Linked DNA regions of Bos taurus: region 2 is linked to region 1. A link is a contact called in public Hi-C data. All regions are on one chromosome and are shown on one strand. The core of a region is the stretch at or near the end of the contact, and the rest is flanking DNA. Distances in the headings are between cores, read along the strand shown. Region 1 holds the start of TCTN3 (tectonic family member 3). Region 2 overlaps ENTPD1 (ectonucleoside triphosphate diphosphohydrolase 1).

Region 1 (7,394 bases), core at 3,174-5,673:
CAGAGTTGGAGACAATATCTGACTTGTCCTCTCCAAGTCTTCCAGTTTCCTCTAAACTTCAACTGACTAGTCCTCATAATAAAGTTTCCATCTTTCAAATATATGGATTTGTCATCTTTTATTCTTTTCACATTATAATTTCTACATTCAAGTTTTTCAAATACCCACCCAAAGGGTATTTTGGTAACAATTTTGTAATTTATATTATAGCAATGTATAAATCTTTCCAAACATCTGCAGCCATCTTCTTATGGCACTTCAGAACCAGGAAAGAGATGCAGATAAAGGCCTCTGATATTGTCCCCTGCCCAGAGCATGGCTTGTGATGAACACCACTCTGCTTTACCGTCCAAGTTTTCTGCTAACTTGAACAAAGAATGTAGCAGACAATGGTCCATACTAGTTTCTTTCATTCTTCATAATTATGGTCATTTGAACAGATTCAAAAGGAAATCAAGATCTGCCTCCCCAAAAGCTAATGAAGATGCCGTATTACATAAGCCTGACCTTTATCCTCTGTGATCATAGGGTCCTAATCATTTGACTTTTCAGCTTTCTGATGGAACAGGAAATGAAGAAAACTCTCAATTGTGGGGCCTTTCACACTACTCACTTTCTGTGTATCTCCTAGGTCTGTATTACTCAAAGTCCAGTGCACAGACTAGCAGCCCCAGCATAACCTGGAAGAGTGTCAGAAATTCAGAATCTTAAGACACACTCCAGACCTACTAAATCAGAACGTGCGTGTTAGCAAAAAGATCTCCCAGGTGATGTGTGTACATATTAGAGATCGAAAAATCTTTGCTCTGTAACAGGTGATGCTAAAGTTCCTGGTCTGCAGACTATCATCTTCCATCTCTGATCTGAAATGTTCACATTTTGAAGCTTCCGGAAGCTGTTTAATATACTATTTCTTTCAGAACTCATACCCTGAAAACCACATGGAAGAAATACTTACCTCACTAAAAAAAAAAAAAAATGTAGTTATATGTATCTTTACAAATGAAAGAACAAAAGTTAGAGTTAAGCTAAAAAAAAAGTTGAGATAGAAAATATCCATCTGGACATTTTTTCATGGCTTAACTGAGTAAGAGAAAGTTAACCTTTTGTCTCTCGCTTCAGTGCAGGGATATTGGAGGTAGTGATGGTAAGCAGGAATCATGCACCTAAGGGGCATGGGTGAGGATAGCAATAGAATTTTTGCCTAAAATTTCCAACATCATATATGGAATATTACACATAACAGGGCTTAAAGGTATTTAGACTTAGACTGATACAATTTCAGGTGTGGAGGGAGGCTAGAGGTCCTGTGGCCCAATCCCATTGGGAAATTCTGATCCTGAGAGGTAAATGAGTTTCAAAAGGCCACAAAGCCATCTGACAGAGCCAGGAGTAGGTCAGAGATCTTCTGATTCCTGGTCTAGGGTTTTCCCCACTTGGTCAATGTTGTACAGTCTCTGACTAATAATGTCTGTTACTGATGGTCATTATCAGCAAATATTAAGCACTGTGGACAAATTCATGGTCCATCCTTTCTATGTGCTGACAATTTACCTGGGGAGACACAACATTCATATAAAATGACAGCAATGCAAAGTATTCTATATGTCTAAGGGACTGGCTCTCAGGTGTTGTTGGGGAGACAAAGTACAGAAACATTGGTCTGGAAACTGTGCAATATCGCATGGGAGGCAGGAGGGGATTAAAAGCAGGACGCACCAATTTGGATGTTATTGCGATATCCCTTGAGCGTTTTCACAAGGCTGGAAGTAGAAGGTAATAGGAAATTTAGGAAGTACGGTGTAGCTGCAGCCTTATTTTATACCTTAATTTTTTTGGTCGCACCTCAAGACATGCAGGATCTTAATTTCCTCACCAGGGAACGAATCTGGGTCCCTGCATTGGAAGCACAGACTTTCTACCACTGAACCACCAGGGAAGTCCTGCAAACTTACTTTAAAATGGAGCATTTGCCTTGCTCCCTTTATCTTCTCACAACCTGAATGGCAGCAAGGCTCCTGATAACTGCTTCCAAATTCAAATCCCCCAAACCCAAAACTGGTTGTTTTAGGAAACAAATATAGTTTTGCAGTTTATTTTCTAACAGTGAGATGAAACCAGGATAAGCTGACTTCAGAGTATAAGGGACATTTAAGTCTTTTATGTAAGAACATCATTTTTCTTCTTAGACAATAAATTTTAAAAAGATATGTCAAATGTATATCTTTAGAAATGTTATTGTTATCACCAGCAAATTTCTAAGTCTATTTAAAAACTTTAATACCAACCACTTTTCATGTTTATTACACTCTGCAGTTACTGAACACTTTCACATTTAGGATTAGTGATATTTCTCATTTTCCTGTTGAAGAAATAAGCCTGGAAATGCTAAGGGATTTGTTCAAGTGTGCATGTCTGCTAAGTTGCTTCAGTCATGTCCAACTCTTTGTGACCCTATGGACCATAGCCCTCCAGGCTCCTCTGTCAGTGGGATTCTCTAGGCAAGAATACTGGAGTGGGTTGCCGTGCCCTCCTCCATTGGATCTTCCTGATCCAGGGATCAAACCTGGGTCTCTTGCAGCTCCTGCATCACAGGCAGATTCTTTATTGCTGAGCCACCAGGAAAGCCCACCACGTCTGTGCAGCAGTAAGTAGATGGAGGGCTGAGACCCAAGTTGAATGTTCTTTCCCCTATGCTGTTGCCTCATGAAATAAAAACAAGGTTGATACAGACTCATCTGTCAAAGACATTCATTCAAATATTATTTGTTGCCTCCTATGTCAGGCACTGGGAATTCAGTGAGTGTCTTCATAGAGGTTGTAGCAAGTCAGGGATATAGTTTATCTGTAATTATCTGAGCTAAGAGGATGGACAAAAATTAAAGTTCTCTATGGGTTTTCTGATCCACAGCCAATAGGGCAAAAGAGATTGCCAATGTTCACCAATAAGAGAAAAAAGAGAGAGTGGGGGACAGGTAGAGGATAGGGAGGATGATAGACATCCAAGGGGGTGAGAAGGGAAGGTTTAAAAAACAAAGAAAAGGAAAAAAGTCAGAGACTGAGCTAACTCTCAAAAAATATTAGGCAATACAAATAGCCAGCATATTTCTACTTACAATTGTTCACATGGACACAAAACTGCTTGATTCCATTTGAATCTATGAAAACTCTCGAAGGAAATGGGGAATTACTCCTGAAGATAAGAGAGTTGTCTACACACACCCAACTTGCAGACCTATAAGGAAACAGGAGGAAGAACAAGTACATTTAGAAGGAAGATTATATCCAAAGAAGGGTGCCCCACCTCTGTCAGTCAGATGCCAAAAAGAGGACTCCTTGGGCAGCTACGGGACAACACGAAGGTTCTGTTCTATTGGGCAGCCCTGCTTTAGCGCATCGGGAGAAGACAATGGCACCCCACTCCAGTACTTTTGCCTAGAAAATCCCATGGACGGAGGAGCCTGGTGGGCTGCAGTCCATGGTGTCGCTAGAATCGGACGCGACTGAGCGACTTCACTTTCACTTTTCACTTTCATTCATTGGAGAAGGAAATGGCAACCCACTCCAGTGTTCTTGCCTGGAGAATCCCAGGGACGGGGAAGCCTGGTGGGCTACCGTCTATGGGGTCGCACAGAGTCGGACACGACTGAAGCGACTTAGCAGCAGCAGCAGCAGCAGCTTTAGCGCATCAGAAGAGGGACAGCGCTCCTGGGAAAAACCAAGGGAGTTCCATTCCTTGGAGTGGACGTGGGGGTGGGAGGCACGACGGCAAAACTCTTCCTACTTCCAAGTATTACTTAATCCCCTTTAGGATTCAACCTGAACATCGCAGCTCACCTCACGCTGCCTGGAAGGCAGAAGGAGAAAACTGTCCTCGGATGGAGAAGATAGCAGTCACTGTCGCAGCAGCAATTTATATCGCAGGCACCGGGTGTCAAGTCACAGACACAGATCGGTAGGACTATGAGAGTACAACATAAAACACAGAGAGCGCGGTGAGGATCCCTAAACTCTTCCAAGGTTCTTTCGACAGCCCCACTCCTTACTTTATGGGAACTCACTTGGATCAAAGTCGCTAGTTTCCATCCCCACATCCTTTCCCCTCACCTGGGAAGAGGTCCACGGTCTTATTCCCCGGTGTCGAGGAGGTCACGACAGTAGGACCCGCCGTAGAGATCCCAGGCACCTCCGAGGATTGAAGGGTCCCGCCCTGCGTCCGTGGCCCCAGCTCCGAATGGGTGGGCATTGCCCTAGACGGAGACGGAGAGGGCTGAGAGAGGACCCTCTCGGGGACCATCAGGAAGAACACCTGCAGTAGCGAGAGCTTCAAGCTAAACATGGGGCAATACAGACCACCCCCAACCCGCCCCAAAGGGTTTGAGGTGGGTTTCGGCGGTCGCTAGACGCGTCGCTAGAACGTGAGTGGGAGGAGTCGCATGGCGTCTAACGTCATCCATATGCGCCTACCCATTGGCTCAGGGCGATGGCCGGGAACTCTTCAGCCAATGGAAGCCGGCGCTGTTACAAATCCTAAGCATCTTTCAGTCGGTGCCCTCCTCCTGCGACCAGGCCCTCCCAGGTCTCCGTCGCTTGGCAACCGACAGACAGGTGAAGGAGCCCTTGCCTCTTCTCTCCGCTGAGTGGCAGTAGGAGTTCAGCCAAAAGCCCGTGCGGCTCTGACTTCGCCTCCAAGAGGGCCGAGTCCTTCCTTGATAGAGGAAGCCCCAGAGGCTAAAACTAGAATTGCATCTTTTCCACTCCGGATTCTAACGCTGAGAATCCTTTTCTAAAGGATATTCTCAAGGAAGAAAGTACACTGAAGGTCACATACCTTAAAAAAAAAAATAAAAATCTCATCTATAATATTTTTGGGAAAAACATATTAGAAAGATTCAGCTCCTTCAGTTTTAACATTGAGAACATTTTCTTTAAATTTAAAAAATAGCCAAGGGACAGAGAAGACTTTTTTTTTTTTGCTGTTATTATAAATCGCAACTTTTTTTTTTTTTTTTTTGCGCCGTGGCTTGAGTTTCTCTGACCAGGGATGGAACCCAGGCCTATTTGATAGCCAAGGCCCACTGGACTGTCAAGAAATTCCCTAAATTGCCACTTTTTGTAGCCCTCTTTAGAAAATTTTGTTTCTTTCCCTGGAGTGCTGTGCCTCTTCTGACTCCCTAGTGCAGCGCTGGCCAATAGAACTTTCTGCAGTGTGAGAAATGTTCTGTATCTACACTGCTCAGAATGGCAACTTTAGGCTGTATGTGGCTACTGTGCACAGGAAAAGATAGTGAAAGTAAAAGTCTCTCAGTCGTATCGGATTCTTTGCGACCCCATGGACTATATAGTCCATGGAATTCTCCAGGCCAGAATACTGGAATGGGTAGCCTCTCCCTTCTCCAGGGCATCTTCCCAACCCAGGGATCGAACCCAGGCCTCCCTCATTGCAAGTGGATTCTTTACCAGCTGAGCCACAAGGAAGCCCAAGTGTGACTGCTGCTGCTGCTAAGTCGCTTCAGTCATGTCCGACTCTGCGACCCCATAGACGGCAGCCCACCAGGCTCCCCCGTCCTGGGATTCTCCAGGCAAGAACACTGGAGTGGGTTGCCATTTCCTTCTCCAATGCATGAAAGTGAAAAGTGAAAGTGAAGTCGCTCAGTCGTGTCCGACTCTTAGCGACCCCATGGACTGCAGCCTACCAGGCTTCTCCGTCCATGGACATGTTGCTGCTGCTAAGTCACTTCAGTCGTGTCCAACTCTGTGCGACCCCATAGACGGCAGCCCACCAGGCTCCCCCGTCCCTGGGATTCTCCAGGCAAGAACAGTGGAGTGGGTTGCCATTTCCCTCTCCAGTGCACGAAAGTGAAAAGTGAAAGTGAAGTTGCTCAGCCGTGTCGGATTCCTGGAGGCCCCATGGACTTCGGCCTACTAGGCTCCTCCGTCCATGGGATTTTCCAGGCAAGAGTACTGGAGTGGGGTGCCATTGCCTTCTCCATGGACATGTTAGATATGCATTAAATATTTTAAAAAATATTGTTTTGTTGAACTCTTTAGATTTAGCTCCTATGAATAATGTTTATATTAATTATGAACTGCATTTCTTTATATACAATTTCTATAACCAACTGGAGACTATTCTAGATTTCCAAGTTTGCATTTTACTCTTTAATTCTAATCAATGATAAATCAATGATGTTATTAGTGAATTTATTCGTGTTGAAAAAAGAGTCTGTTGATTGAAGTAGTTTCAGGGTTGAGTGTAGGGAAATAATATTAATGGATTACTGAGTTGTTTTTTCTTATTTTTGGATTTTAGCACTTCACATGCTTTTTAAATCCTTGTTTTCTCTTTTTTGTTATAGTGGAGCAAAAATATTATTGTACTTTTGTTGTGATACGTTTGTAGGAAACTCTAATACAGAACTCTCAGTTCTTTTGAGATATTAAAATCTGGAAGATAATTTTGAAGGACAGGAAGTCTATTCACATGTTTCACACAGATGCCAATTTTAACATGAGGATTATATTGAACTAGCTTAATGTATCACCTCAGAAGCAGAGATTTCCAAAAAAGATCATACAATACTGGCAGATGTCTGGGTTTGGTACTAAAAGAGTTCAGTGTGTACTTAGAAATTTAACGAAGAGATTGAATCAAGATGGCAGATTGAGAACAAGTTCTAGTCTCTCCTGACTCTTCCCCTCTTTAGACTATCCCCAGAATCTTTAAAAATTACAAGAAAGTTACATGAGCACACACAGTCGTGTGCATCCATGCACATACATTGATACTGAAAAACATGAACGAGTGCTCTCAAAGGACCAGACATTATGACAATCTTTGAAAAATAGAAGGCTCACAGGACAGGATTATAGTTGGATAAACAAAAGCTGTATAAGCAGAGGCTTAATATTGAAATAGGTGTGGCTCCTGGGGATGTTCTAAGCACACAAAAAGAAGCTATTGATATCAAAGGGCCCTTGGACAATAGAGTTACTGATTGAGGTACCACTGTAGGAAGAGTCAGGTAGGTCAGCCTTTCAGCCTTGCTTCCATGTGCAAACAGTGGATACAAGAACTTGCTCCGAAAGAAGGCAGGGACAGCCATGTACGCACTTTTATTAAAAAGATAGGTCAGGGCCCTGGATAGTTTTTGACATCGAGGAGGAAGAGAGGCCTCACATCTTGAAGGCTGGTATCAGTTCCCCTTCTCAAGGTGCACATCCAACATTCCCTCCTCCACAAATCTACCAAAGACATAGGTTAAAAAGGATGCACTACTTTCAAAAGAACAATAATAAGACTCACAGCTGACTTTTTAACAGAAATAAGGAAAGTGGAATAATGTCTTGAAAGAAGTTAACCTAGAATTTTAAAGTAACCTTTAAAAATGAAG
Region 2 (7,394 bases), core at 1,285-3,784, 92 kb after region 1:
CTACAGAGCTTTTAAGAAAGATTCTGAAGGACCAATATGTGTGAAGAAACCAAAAAAAGTGAATTCACATGTTACCTGACTTCTGGGGGTTTTGTTTGGGGGAGGGTTGGAACTCAGCCCCATGGTATTACTTTATATTAGACTGTGCATATTCATGTCTTTTAGGACTGGAAGGAGTTTAGGGACCATATAGTTCTAACTCCCCTCATTCGTCCATGTGACTCAGCAATTGTCTGTTGAATTCCTTCTTTGTACTAGGAATAGGATCTACCGTGGTAGGTACTGGATATACCGTAGTAAGCAACACAGACTTGCCCTAACATGGCTTAGAATCTAACCGGGAAGACATATTAATCAACTAGTCACATAAATATGTAATTACACATTGTTATAAGTACTGTCTTTAGAGGAAAAACACAGGCACTCCGAGGCATGAATTAAGAGGGTAGATTCGAATCTGAGAAGGTCAAATAGGGCTGGGTCTCAAGTGAAGGGCTCTCGGGGCCAAGGCTCTGGAACAGAAATCTCATGGCCAGTGGGGAACTGAGACTAGAATAGCATGAGGGCAGTTGTTTTCTGAGCAAGGAGAGGGTTGAACATCCCGGTTCTGCCAAGTCAAGGGTAGAAGCGTGTCATCTGATGTTCCAATTTTCTCTTTCTTTTCACATTGAAGGAGACTTACTCAGAAGCTGGGCTTATGACATTTGCAGAGGTAGAATCATTTCCATCCTAAGACAGGATCTTCCCCACCTCCACATGGCCTCTAGTCTCCCTGAGCTCAGGCTTGGCTGCTACCCCATCTCCGAATCTTCACCAAGGCTCCAACATTCATGTCTCATGAAGCAACACCCTCTTTCTAGACCACTGCTTCTATTCACTCAACATAGCTCATCAAGACCAATTATGATTGATAAAATCATGTACATGACCAAAAACTAGCTTAAGATCAGGATTTACACAGTCTGATCACAACTATATAAAAATTACCATGAATTGAAAAAGATCAGAAGGGAATAAACGAACAGTGATGTCTAGTTCGTGAAATCGTAAATGTCTTTTTTCCTTTTCTCTTAATTTTCTAGATGCTGTTTAATAAACTTGTAGTACTTTTTAAAAATGAAGTAATATTGAAAATAATATTAAGAGGACGTCAGATCTCTAGCTCACTACTCAAATCTTTGATTTTTCTTTGATGTGAAGGACATACGGGCTTTTAGAAATGTCTTAAATATGAGCTACAGAGAAACACTGGGTAGAGTGATAACATGGCAAGCACTTCACAAAGCATTTCTATAGGGTGGAGATTGTATTTAAAACGTAATTCTGTTGTCACCGAGTCTGGGGGATGCCAGCTTAAACGAGGTTAAGCGGGTTTCTCCACTGTCAGACTTCTCTGAAGCAGTCACTACATAGTGGGTTCGTGAGCCCAGGATGGGGAGCAAGCATTCCCCAAACTTCTGGGAAGCTTTCTTCGCCCAGGTCCTTGCAGGCTTAGTGCTTTGGAAAATGCTGGTGTGAGGAAAGAGGATAAAAGCTAGTGGCTCCTGGGGTTCTAGATTGGTCAGGTGAGGTACAACTATGTAAGTACCCATTCAAGTCAAACTGCTCTGGAATGAACTGTGAAATTCATTTCAGTTAGGTGAAATGGACTGCTAACTCTATAATGAGCCAGCGATGAACGGCAAATGAACATGCTTTTAGTGTTGCAACAATGAAAGGCAAACGCCCCATATGTTCAAACTTAAGAATTTCCAGACAATCAAGATTTACCTATCCATAAGACAGCAAGCGATGCCAATTTTTTTTTTTTTTTTTGTGCAATACATTTTGGAAGACAAAAAACATTTAGTACAATTCAACAGTTTAGCTGCTATATATATAAGGTGAAATGTGTATGTCAATTCCTGTGTTAAAGTCGCTCTACCCGCCCTTCTCAAGCACTTGTCAAATGAAATGTGGTGAAAGTTGTCGTTTCTCAACCACCTCACTGTGCAAGGCCTTGGTGAAACAGGCCGATAGGATCAAGCCCGGTCCCTCTGTTCTACTGGAAGAGTGGCTTTCATGTCAACAGAGTAGACAGAATAGAACATCCAGCTTCCAGAATAAGGCTGCTTGCGCTGCTGCCTAGCTAGCCTTTATCATGTTCTTCTGTGGTTAGAACATTTTCTGGCAGGGAGAATTCAGGGACCCTGCTAGGCAAAAGCAGGGTTTTCTGCCGTGTAAGCCCTGAGGCTCTTTCTCCACGCTGGGAGGTTTCCCATGGGTTCAAAGGCCCCAGACCTCAGTTAGATTCCTCTCTGTGCACAGAGGTCACCACCTCAGGCGATTCTTTGTTTGATCTCACTGCAGAGGCTTAGTTGCAGAGGAGTCTATGCCGTTTCTTTCTTCACCGTGCCCAAAACCAGCATGCAGACCCTTTTCTTTATAAGGGTGTAATGCTGGTCACCAAAGGGAAGTCCCACTGTGCCAAAGGGGGCAGAGAACACTGTGGAGGTTATGCAAGGTCAGGGAGGCTCACACAGCAGGACAGCGGCACTCCGTGGTGGCGAAATGGAAGAAAACTCGACACCTCAATAAGCTTGACATTTAGCTCTCTGCAGTGGTTCAGCTACTCTTGCCTGGAAAACCCCATGGACGGAGGAGCCTGGTAGGCTGCGGTCCGTGGGGTCATGAAGAGTCAGGCACGACTGAGCGACTTCACTTTCACTTTTCACTTTCATGCATTGGAGAAGGAAATGGCAACCCACTCCAGTGTTCTTGCCTGGAGAATCCCAGGGACGGGGGAGCCTGGTGGGCTGCTGTCTATGGGGTTGCACAGAGTCAGACATGACTGAAGCGACTTAGCAGCAGCATCAGTGGTTCAGGGAGGTCAGTTAATTCTAATTCTTCTTTTCTCCCTGGAGGCTCTTAGGTTCTTCCCAGGTGATAAGACAATATGAGGCGATAGATGTAAAACAACTGCTGACTTAAGCAGTATCAAGGGGCAGACCACACTGTGAGGTCCGCAGCTCAGATGGGCAGCAAAGTGTGACTCAAGTGAGTGGCTGGCTCACACTTGAGAAGCGCCTCCGTGGTTTCTCATCCTTTTCCTTTCCTTTCCCTTCCATTTATTTTGCTTCTTGTTTCTTTCTAGGATAGCGGTGACAAATAAAAGTCACCCGAGCCACCATACTCTCTTCACAAGCCTGTGGCAGACACTGATAACCATGTCATTTATTTTCCTGATTAAACCCAGGGGTGTCACTAAAGATGAGTATTAATTGCTCAAAATGGGCATTGGGCAGTCTGCTTGTGTGCTAAGTTGCTTCAGTCTTGTCCAACTTTTTGTTACCCCATGGACTGTAGCCCACCAGCCTACCCTGTCCATGATATTCTCCAGGCAAGAATACTGGAGTGGGTTGCCATGCCCTCCTCCAGGGGATCTTCCCAACCCAGGCATTGAATCCACATCTCATATCTCCTGCATCGTCAGGTGGGTTCTTTACCACTAGTGCCGTGTGGGAAGCCCATTGGGCAATCTACTCCTGGGTAAATACCTGAAATAAACGGATGCTTAAGCCCACAAAATGTTTTTCACATTTGGAAACCACTCCAATGCCCAACAATGGAATGGATAAACATACAGTGCATGCATATAATGAAGCACTCCACAGAAACGGCAAGGGACAAACTATGGATCCTCACAACCTGAACGCATCTTAGAGACATGCAGAATTAAAGAAGTTAGACATCAGGGACACATACTGTGTGAGCCCATTTACTGCAGTTCAAGAACAGGCAGAACTCCTCCAAGTGACGGAAGTCAAGACTGGCTTCCTGTGGGGGAAGCCGGCTGAGAGGGTCACTGAAAACAACCTGGGGGCTAGAAAATGTTGCGTACCTAAATCAAATCCCTTATGTTTATACAGTGGAAGTGAGAAATAGATTTAAGGGACTACATCTGATAGACAGAGTGCCTGAAGAACTATGCACAGAGGTTTGTGACATTGTACAGGAGACAGGGATCAAGACCATCCTCAAGAAAAAGAAATGCAAAAAAGCAAAATGGCTGTCTGAGGAGGCCTTACAAATAGCTGTGGAAAGAAGAGAAGTGAAAAGCAAAGGAGAAAAGGAAAGATACACGCATTTGAATGCAGAGTTCCAAAGAATAGCAAGGAGAGATAAGAACGCCTTCCTCAGCAATCAATGCAAAGAAATAGAGGAAAACAACAGAATGGGAAAGACTAGAGATCTCTTCAAGAAAATTAGAGATACCAAGGGAACATTTCAGGCAAAGATGGGCTCGATAAAGGACAGAAATGGTATGGACCTAACAGAAGCAGAAGATATTAAGAAGAGGTGGCAAGAATACACAGAAGAACTGTACAAAAAAGATCTTCACCACCCAGATAATCACGATGGTGTGATCACTCACCTGGAGCCAGACATCCTGGTATGTGAAGTCAAGTGGGCCTTAGAAAGCATCACTACAAACAAAGCTGGTGGAGGTGATGAAATTCCAGTTGAGCTATTTCAAATCCGAAAAGATGATGCTGTGAAGTGCTGCACTCAATATGCCAGCAAATTTGGAAAACTCAGCAGTGGCCACAGGATTGGAAAAGGTCAGTTTTCATTCCAATCCCAAAGAAAGGCAATGCCAAAGAACGCTCAAACTACCACACAATTGCACTCATCTCACACGCTAGTAAAGTAATGCTCAAAATTCTCCAAGCCAGGCTTCAGCAGTATGTGAACCGTGAACTTCCTGATGTTCAAGCTGGTTTTAGAAAAGGCAGAGAAAAAAAAAAGGCAGAGGAAGCAGAGATCAAATTGCCAACATCCGCTGGATCATGGAAAAAGCAAGAGAGTTCCAGAAAAACATCTATTTCTGCTTTATTGACTATGTTAAAGCCTTTGACTGTGTGGATCACAAGAAACTGTGGAAAATTCTGAAAGAGATGGGAATACCAGACCACCTGACCTGCCTCTTGAGAAACCTGTATGCAGGTCAGGAAGCAACAGTTAGAACTGGACATGGAATAACAGACTGGTTCCAAATAGGAAAAGGAGTACATCAAGGCTGTATATTGTCACCCTACTTATTTAACTTCTATGCAGAGTACATCATAAGAAACGCTGGGCTGGAAGAAGCACAAGCTGGGATCAAGATTGCCAGGAGAAATATCAATAACCTCAGATATGCAGATGACACCACTCTTGTGGCAGAAAGTGAAGAAGAACTAAAGGGCCTCTTGATGAAAGTGAAAGAGGAGAGTGAAAAAGTTGGCTTAAAGCTCAACATTCAGAAAACTAAGATCATGGCATCTGGTCCCATCACTTCATAGATGGGAAAACAGTGGAAACAGTGAGAAACTTTATTTTTGGGGGTTCCAAAATCACTGCAGATGGTGATTGCAGCCATTAAATTAAAAGACGCTTGCTCCTTGGAAGGAAAGTTATGACAAACCTAGACAGCATATTAAAAAGCAGAGACATTACTTTGCCGACAAAGGTCTGTCTAGTCGAGGTTATGGTTTTTCCAGTGGTCATGTATGGATGTGAGAGTTGGACTATAAAGAAAGTTGAGCACCAAAGAATTGATGCTTTTGAACTGTGGTGTTGGAGAAGACTCTTGAGAGTCCCTTGGACTGCAAGGAGATCCAACCAGTCCATCCTAAAGGAAATCAGTCCTAAATATTCATTGGAAGGACTGATGCCAAAGCTGAAACTCCAATACTTTGGCCACCTGATGGGAAGAACTGACTCATTTGAAAAGACCCTGATGCTGGGAAAGATTGAAGGCAGGAGGAGAAGGGGACGACAGAGGATGAGATGGTTGGATGGCATCACTGACTCAATGGACATGAGTTTGGGTGGGCTCTGGGAGTTGGTGATGGAAGGGGAGGCCTGGCGTGCTGCAGCTCATGGGGTCGCAAGAAGTCGGACACGACTGAATGACTGAACTGACCTTCCTCTTGGTGGTGGTTTATATGGATTGCGTACGTGCAAAAATTCATCAGGACACTCTGCTATAGTCATCCCTCTCTAGAAGTCCTTTCAATGGGGCACCAATTGGAAAACTATTGTCCCAGACCTTGCTCCTCTGTTCCTCTGTATTAGAAACACAAGGCCTTAGTTAGGTCTAACTCTGATCCAAATCCAGGCTGTGTCACCTAATCACTCTGAATCTTGAGGAAATTACTTAACCTCTTTGTACTTTCTTTTCTCATCTGTATATTGGGGATGAGAACAGTATGTACTTTATAGCACTGAAGGTTAAGTCAGATAATTCTCACAGAATACTCCTCACAACACTTGCTGGTGCATTTCCCATCCTCGTAAAATACGAAGTGGCAACTTTCTGTTCTGGCCACCTCATTCTTTCTCATATTGTCTTCTTACCCTTCCTCCTCCACCCTCTTCCTTTGCTTTATTCTTCTTTCCATGCCTTCTATGTTTAAGACCCAAAATCATGAAATCAAAGTACAAATCTTTTTAAATTTATTGAATACAATTTATAGTTATATTTGTAATAAAAAAACAGGTACACTTAATATTTTCGATATCTCTCTTCCAGACCTCATACATACCAGACCAATCAAATCACAAATCTGGGGGTCAGACACTGGCAGCAGTAGCCTTTGAAACTCTTCAGATGATTCTCACATGATTCCAGGCTTGGGAACTGCTGGATTAATTACTTTCTATTCCCTTTCTATTTTCTCAGCTACTTCAGTATATTGATCACCTGCCATGCTATGCTAAGTCACTTCAGTCGTGTCCGACTCTGTGGACCCCACAGACGGCAGCCCACCAGGCTCCCCCGTCCCTGGGATTCTCCAGGCAAGAACACTGGAGTGGGTTGCCATTTCCTTCTCCAATGCATGAAAGTGAAAAGTGAAAGTGAAGTCGCTCAGTCGTGTCCGACTCTTAGCGACCCCATGGACTGCAGCCTAACAGGCTTCTCCATCCATGGGATTTTCCAAGCAAGAGTACTGGAGTGGGGTGCCATTGCAGGCCCCTCATTGGGTAAAGCCTGGATGTTGCTAACGTGCAGCCAGCACTGAGAGCCATAGTTCTAGAGGGACTGGTGTGTTGGTAGATCTTGTGATCAGCACAACTCCAGGCACTCACTCCCCCAACACCCAACCCACCCTCACCATGAGTTGAAATACTTTCTCCTCATGTTTCTGAAAGCCCCTGTCTTTTGTATCCTTTCTGTTGCAAGCTGAATGTGGAGAAGAATGATGTAATGCTGACAAGTTCTTGGTTTGTTTTGCCCTCAGTTTGGGATTGTGCTGGATGCGGGCTCCTCTCATACGAGTTTGTACATCTATAGATGGCCGGCAGAGAAGGAGAATGACACGGGGGTGGTGACTCAGATAGAAGAATGCAAGCTTAAAGGTAAGAGAAGA

Evidence for each region. A called contact is a pair of places that touch in the nucleus more often than the background predicts.
Region 2: a contact with region 1 is called in a Hi-C map of liver, with 2.6 times the contacts expected there. The contact joins the enhancer-like site here to the promoter of TCTN3 in region 1. A contact is called at or near these places in 2 of 11 Hi-C or Micro-C datasets (liver and skeletal muscle).

The regions. Positions count from the first base shown.
Region 1 is chr26:17,151,751-17,159,144 of ARS-UCD2.0, forward strand. It overlaps TCTN3 (tectonic family member 3), which reads right to left and starts at 4,424. Exons shown (of 13, transcript XM_024985931.2): 1 at 4,108-4,424; 2 at 3,838-3,961; 3 at 3,117-3,235. The coding sequence starts at 4,339. It overlaps LOC101903992 (a long non-coding RNA gene), which reads right to left. Exons shown (of 5, transcript XR_815655.4): 5 at 7,100-7,394.
Region 2 is chr26:17,245,902-17,253,295 of ARS-UCD2.0, forward strand. It overlaps ENTPD1 (ectonucleoside triphosphate diphosphohydrolase 1), which reads left to right. Exons shown (of 10, transcript NM_174536.2): 3 at 7,266-7,383. Among named protein-coding and RNA genes, the nearest start is that of CC2D2B, 46 kb to the right of the region's middle. Within about 2 kb of position 2,535, at least 27 of the 102 cell types and tissues checked have an H3K27ac peak or open chromatin away from gene starts, as enhancers often do. A contact at or near this core is called in liver, where this site is marked.